Regions from separate parts of the Cricetulus griseus genome. Here region 1 is linked to region 2. Evidence: chromatin contacts called from public Hi-C data. All regions are on one chromosome and are shown on one strand. Each heading gives the region's core, a stretch centred on a gene start, on an enhancer-like site or on the middle of the called end of the contact. The rest is flanking DNA. Distances are from core to core; before and after follow the strand shown.

Region 1 (3,128 bases), core at 277-2,776, 41 kb before region 2:
TGCTTCTCCCCACCCGAGCTCCTCATTTCCAAGGCTCAGGCTTCTCCCAGTGGCTGTTTCATGCCCAAGTCACTACTGACATCACATAAGAAAAGGGAACCAGGGAAACGAATTTATGCAGACTCAGACAGCAAAAACGGACTGCTAATTTCACAAACAGTAACATAACTAACATAAGCAAGCCAAGACTCCTGGCCATTGACCAAGCAGGAACCAAAGTTCCACTAAGCATTTCGGGCCTTGGCCCTTTTTGTTGTTTTTCTTCTGCGAGCAACCACGTAGTCTAAAAGCACAGTCATTTCCCTCTTGATACTTTATTCACTCCGAAAACGTCCCATTCAAACCGAAAAGACAGCAAAAACAAAACGAAAAAATGAGAGACTTGAAGGCAGAGGGCGCGGAGCGCGGCTCCCGGCTCCGGGAGGCTGCAGCGTCCTCCCCGCCCGGCTCGGCCCCCTCGTGCGCGGGGCCGCGGTCTGGAGGAGGAGGCAGGCAGGCAGGCGACCTGCGACAGCCTCCGAGAGACCCGCGGCTCTGGGGCCGCGGGAACTTTCCATCCCGGGCGCCCGGCTCAGCTCAGGTGCAAACTTTGCAAAGCCGCCTCCCCGGGAACCCGTCCCCAGCGCTCCTCCGCTTCGGTGCCCGCGGCGGCGGCCCGGGAGGCGGGGACCGACTCGTGAGCGACCGCCGGGGCTCTTCGGCCTCCCTCCGCCTCCCGCCGCGGGGCCGAACGGCCGGTCCGGCCTGCGCGCGCCCCTCACCTTGGTGGCCATGGCGGGCGGTTCCCGGGCCCCGGTGGGCCGGCTGGTGTCCCGCGCCGCGGAGCTTCGGCCCTAGCCGGGCGGGGAGGACGGGTTCGGCTGCGGCTGGCGGCTGCGGTCGGGCACGGCGCGGCGCTCGATCTCAGCCTTGCTCTCGGCGCTCCGGCCCCCGCGGCTCGGCGACTCCCGCCGCCCGCGCCTGCAGTTCCTGAAAGTCCCCGGCTGCGCGGCCCCCGCCCCCGCCGGCCAAGCCTCCCATGGACCGCGGCGTGCGCGGCGCGGCCGGCGGAAGCGCGCCTGGGGCCTCGGCCGCAGCCCGGCCTCCTCGCCCGCCCAGGCCTCCGCCCCGACCCCGTCGCCCCAGGCCCTGTGTGCGGGGCCCACGGCGGGAGCAGCGGCTGCGGAGTCAGGCGAGCAGCTTGCGAGCGGCCTGGTCCCGGCTGAGCCGTTCGCGGGGTGCGGCACTGAGCCTCGGGCCCGGCTCGCTGCCTGCGGGAGGAGAAGGAGGACGACGACTCTGGACGAGTCCGGGCCCGAGCTACCTGCCTGGGATCCCCGGGCCTCGGCGGGGCTGCTGCGGAGGGGTCGGGGTGCTTGGGGGCTGACGACCGCGAGTGCCACATAGACAGCCAGCCCGGGCCGAGCAATGGCTTCCTGCTCCCGGGCTGGGAGATCCTGCCTCCTACATGGAGTTTCCCCAAGGCTGAGGTCTGGCCTGGGCTTCTTGGCCTGGACGCTTAGGGACTCCATTCTGAGATGACCCACTTCTGCCCTTTGGAGCATTAAAAAAAAAAAAAAAAAAAAAAAAGCCTCAGAGGTTTGAGGGAACAACCGGTCTCCTTAAGTTGAAAGAGAAGTCCAAAGTATAACGTCTTTAATTCAGAGTAGTTTGTCCACAGTTGATTCTATATGGATTTTATTAATAAACGGGTGACATAAATTGAGCAATGAGATTTTTCACAAAAGTCGCCCCTGCAAGATTTGCCTTAGTTGTTGCAATAGTTTAATACATTATATTTTTTATTAAGGATACATATTCTAGGTAAATAAAGTCGATTCTATTACCTCAGGAAGTTGTTATTTAAATTCACTGTCAGATTTGTAGCTTCTTGGTCTGGGGGTTGAAGAATGAAAGACAAATATGTATGAGCCCTTGGGTTTGCCACCCAGCGCTGGAAAAAAAAAATTTTTGACTCCCCAGAGAGTTAGGTAGTTACAGCCAATAATAGTGTTTAGGTGGTACTATAGAGTTTTCTGTGAATGTGTGTATATTGAACTCATGGTCAATGCTATAGTCAGCCACGGTTATATTCTTAAGTGAGCGAGTGTGTGTGTGTGTGTGTGTGTGTGTGTGTGTGTGTGTGTGTGTGTGTTATGTGTATGTGTAGTGCTGGCTAGTTATGTCAATTTGACAAAGGGTAGAGTCATTTTGGAAGGGGGAATCTCACTTGAAAGAAAAGCTCCTCCAGATTGGCCTTCAGGCAAGCCTGTGGTACATTTCCTTGATTGATGAAAGACAAGTACCGCATCTGGGCAGGTGTCCCGGCGGACATAAGAAAGCAGACTCAGCAAGTCTTGGGGAGCAAGCCAGTAATCAGCACCCCTCTCCACAGCCCCTGCATCAGTTCCTGCCTCCAGGTTCCTGCCTTGAGTTACTGCCCTCATTTCCTTCCTAGATGGAAACTGTGATGTGGAAGGGTAAGCAAAATAAACCCTTTCCTCATCAAGTTGGTTTTCATGGTGTTTTATCACAGCAGTGAAACAACTAACACACACACACACACACACACACACACACACACACACACACACACACACACACTGGGCATGGGTGGGTACATACATATAGCACGTGTGGAGTTAGCTCAGAGGACAACTGGTAGGAGTCCATTCTTTTCTTCTGCCATGTGGGTCCTGGAGATCAAACTGAAGTGGTCACATTTGGCAGCAGGTGCCTTTATCAGCTGAGCCATCTGGGCAGCCCAGACTTGTCTTTCTAAGCACAGGACAAGGAAAGTCATTGAGAGCCTTCTTTCTGCATACTAGACTTGAAGCCTCCATCTCACTTAGCCCTTTGAGAAAGTTATTATCTAATTACTTACAATGATGAACAAAGGATGGCTCAAATAACTTAACCTGAGTTGGGAATACAAAATTGGAAGTAACTACAGCCTTGGGCCCAGCAACTTCTAGGAATGCATCCTGTCAGACTTGGGCAAGTTAGCAAAGACATTACCAAAGCATTTTAAGACAAACTAGAAAACACCTATATACTTGTTAATAGGACTGTCCCGATAAATAAGGCAAATTTATACAAATTAAGTTCTTGGAGGTTCATAAATTGATAAGACAATCACTCCTTTATCT
Region 2 (3,218 bases), core at 555-3,054:
ATAGGAAAGTGGCAACTTGGAATTGGCAACCATGGCAGAGAGCATTTGGTGTCTTGATACATGATGTCCTCTGACTGGAAAAGTGACACATGTTCCCAGTACTCCAAAAATAAGTTCTCTGAAACTAGCACCACAAAAAGGAACTAAAGAAGAATGTACATGTCAGCTCTCCCAGTACAGTCAACTGGTTACCTAGAACTGGCTTGGGGCTGTGCATCTGGGCTGTAACCAGAGGTGTGCTTAAAGCACTGCTGCTGTTGGTTAGAACTGTGAAGGGAAGCAGGAACAAAACCCAGGTCACTTGTGTAGCATGAAAAATAAAAGACCCAGAAACAGATATTAGGGTTCAAGCTTCAAGCTGAAGATCAGAGAAGCAAAGCAGCCAGCCACTAGCTCTTACCTCTACCTATGATCAGACCAAAGGGGCGAACCTCAGACTGCTGCCGACTTCACTGCTCCTCAGATTCACTCAGACTGCTATGCTCTCCTCAACATGGCTAGAGATTGATTGCTTTCCTATCCTCAATGTGGCTGGAGAATGAATGCCTCTTGGAGACCCCGTTCCTGTCTTAAATACCTCTCATGCAGGAGTCCTGGGATTAAAGGTGTGTGATCCCAAGTGCTGAGATCATCTTTGTGAGAGCTGTTTCTTTTTAGAACTGGATATATTTCTTTCTTTTTTTTTTTTCTTTTTTTTTTTTTTTTTTTGGTTTTTCAAGACAGGGGTTTCTCTGTGGCTTTGGAGGCCATCCTGGAACTAGCTCTTGTAGACCAGGCTGGTCTCGAACTCACATAGATGTGCCTGCCTCTGCCTCCCCGAGTGCTGGGATTAAAGGCGTGCGCCACCACTGCCTGGCTCTGGATATATTTCTTGTAGCTCAGTGTGGCCTTGAATTAATAGAGACCCATATACCTCTACCTCTCAAGTGGTGAAATTAAAGGTGTGTACCACCACCCCCTGGCTTCTATAGCTAACTAGTGTGGTTGGCTTTGCTTTCTGTATCCTCAGGCAAGCTTTAATAAATCATAAATAATGTATCACCACACACTTGGATGGTTTCTTCTTTTTTAATTCTCTCTAGACCATGTGCTCAATTCTCCCCGAGTCCTCCTGTCTTTCTCTCCCTTGTGGGCCTTCAAGTATAGCAAGTGACTCATACACCAATGATTCATGTTCAATGAATTAAAAAAATAATTTTTTTGGTTTCTCTTTCCCCTACTCTTCTTGTCCCCTCTTCCTCCCCCCCCTCCTCTTTCCCTCCCTCCTCCTCTTCCCTTCCCTCCTTCCCCCTTTTCCCTCCTCCCCCTTCTTTAGTAAACCTCACACCCCACTTCTTGGCTGTCAGGCACCACCTTCCCCATCCTGGTACCCCATAGCCTCCAATAGGCTTGTGAGGCCAGGCTGAGGGGCAATGGGAAGGGGACACAGGGATACACTGGGGATCCCTCCTCACCTGAGAACGGACCTCGAGTCCATCTGCAGCTGCTTTCTGCCCCTATCCAAGCACAGTGCAGGCGACCAGCTGCCAGCTAGACTTCTACTCCAACTCTGGATTTCTTCTGGGCCTAGAATCCAGCACTTGGTGTCAAGTCAGGAAGCTGGAATCTATTTCCTCGGTGACACAAAGCCCTCTGTGTCCTTGCTGGCTGGCCTTACCTAGACAGTTCTCTAGAGCCATTAACTAGCACCCCTGAGGTGGAGGACTGGTTATGGGTTAAAGCTTAACAGACCGATTGTGATCAGTGCTACTGTGAGTCAGTCTGGACTTGCTGGATACTTCCCATGGGGAAGAAGGGGGTGGGTGTCACTCCATGGCTCAGTTTCAGTGGTATCTTGGCACTAACAGCCAGCTGTGTGGAAATAAAGGGCTCTGAAGTGTACATTTGCCGACTGTCACAGAATGAACACTTTCACCAAAGCCAATACTGAGCTATCTACAAGTTAATGCGTGAGTTGGGAAGAGATGCACAGTAGCCTATAGTTACATAGCAGTCCCTGTACACAGACAATGTATGTGTACAGTGTACATACGTGTGTACAATGGGCAGCATCGGCAATAAGAAACCACACTTAATAAGAAGTGGTGTGCCTTGGCTGCTTATTTATTACCCTTCTTTTTAGCATAACTCATTTGATTTGTAAATTTGTATGATTTAACTTGTAACAATGGCTATGCTATCAGCCAGCTTACAGACTCCTGAGTCCTTAGCACTGGGTCCTTTCTGGATCTGGATCATTTCCAGCACAACAGCTGGGCCTCTTTCTCAGCCCCATGTTCCTAGAATGAAGCTTCACTTCATTCATGGATTTCAGGACTCCTGCAAGGGAGCGATGTGACCACTGCGTCCTCTTTGGCAAGTTGGATAGCTAAGTTTCAGTCCTTATTCTGTTTGGCTTCCCCGAGGACAGGGCTGCCCACCCCCCCATACTCTATAACTCTACTGTTTTGTTTTGTCTTTGCCAATTTTTCAAAGCTCTCAAAGACTCCTGCTCATCTTTTGGCCCCTTACCCAAGGGGTTTCTCAGGACATGGTCATGATTCCTTGTGGCTTCCCATCCTCCTTCTCTGAAGGACAATGTGTCATGAATCCATACCTCCAGGGCTGATCTCACCTTGGAATTCCAGCTGTGGGCACGCAGCTTCCCGATGCATAGCAACCCCTCCCAGCTCATTCTTTATCATTTCCCCATCAACGCCTATGCTGGCTGCAGCCCATAAATGCTCAGCATCTATGTGCCAACAGCGCAACACACTAATAAGATGGAGATTCCCCCATGAAGCTCATTGAAGGCAAATGATATCACCATCTGCCTGGTGACAGTGACCAGAATCCTTGAGTCATCCCTGGTGCATGCCTCTACTATTCATTGATGACCACTTAGTCAATAAGTCTGATCTGTTCTGCACCTCAAGTATTGTGGATGCTTCCTGACTCCAGAGGCTTCTAGTCTGCTGCTTATCTCCTGGGTCATCGGGAAGTTAGGCTGCTGCATCAGAAGCCCCCCAGTGATCTCTCTATCGCAGACTTCAGAGTTTGAATCCGGTCTCCACACCGCTGGACACGGCTTCTGAAGTCACACTTCTGATGTTGCCATTTCCCTCTCAGCTTTCCAGATAATGTCTGTGCTTCTTGGCATGTGACCTGGCACCCATGTGCTTCTTAAAGACCTTCTTGTCACCAGTGCTCCTCAGACCCATGTGTAGCGGTCTAGCCTG

What was found. Hi-C and Micro-C count contacts between places; a contact is called where the count stands out from the background.
Region 1: a Hi-C map of fibroblasts shows a contact between it and region 2, with 1.8 times the contacts expected there. The contact joins the promoter of Snx9 here to the enhancer-like site in region 2. A contact is called at or near these places in 3 of 8 Hi-C or Micro-C datasets (the CHL-YN cell line, the CHO-K1 cell line and fibroblasts).

What each region holds. Positions count from the first base shown.
Region 1 is chr2:286,968,808-286,971,935 of CriGri-PICRH-1.0, reverse strand. Snx9 (sorting nexin-9) reads right to left here and starts at 1,526. Exons shown (of 18, transcript XM_035440425.1): 1 at 1,308-1,526. The coding sequence starts at 1,511.
Region 2 is chr2:286,928,402-286,931,619 of CriGri-PICRH-1.0, reverse strand. No RefSeq gene overlaps it. Among named protein-coding and RNA genes, the nearest start is that of Snx9, 40 kb to the left of the region's middle. Within about 2 kb of position 1,804, at least 3 of the 6 cell types and tissues checked have open chromatin away from gene starts, as enhancers often do. A contact at or near this core is called in the CHO-K1 cell line and fibroblasts, where this site is marked.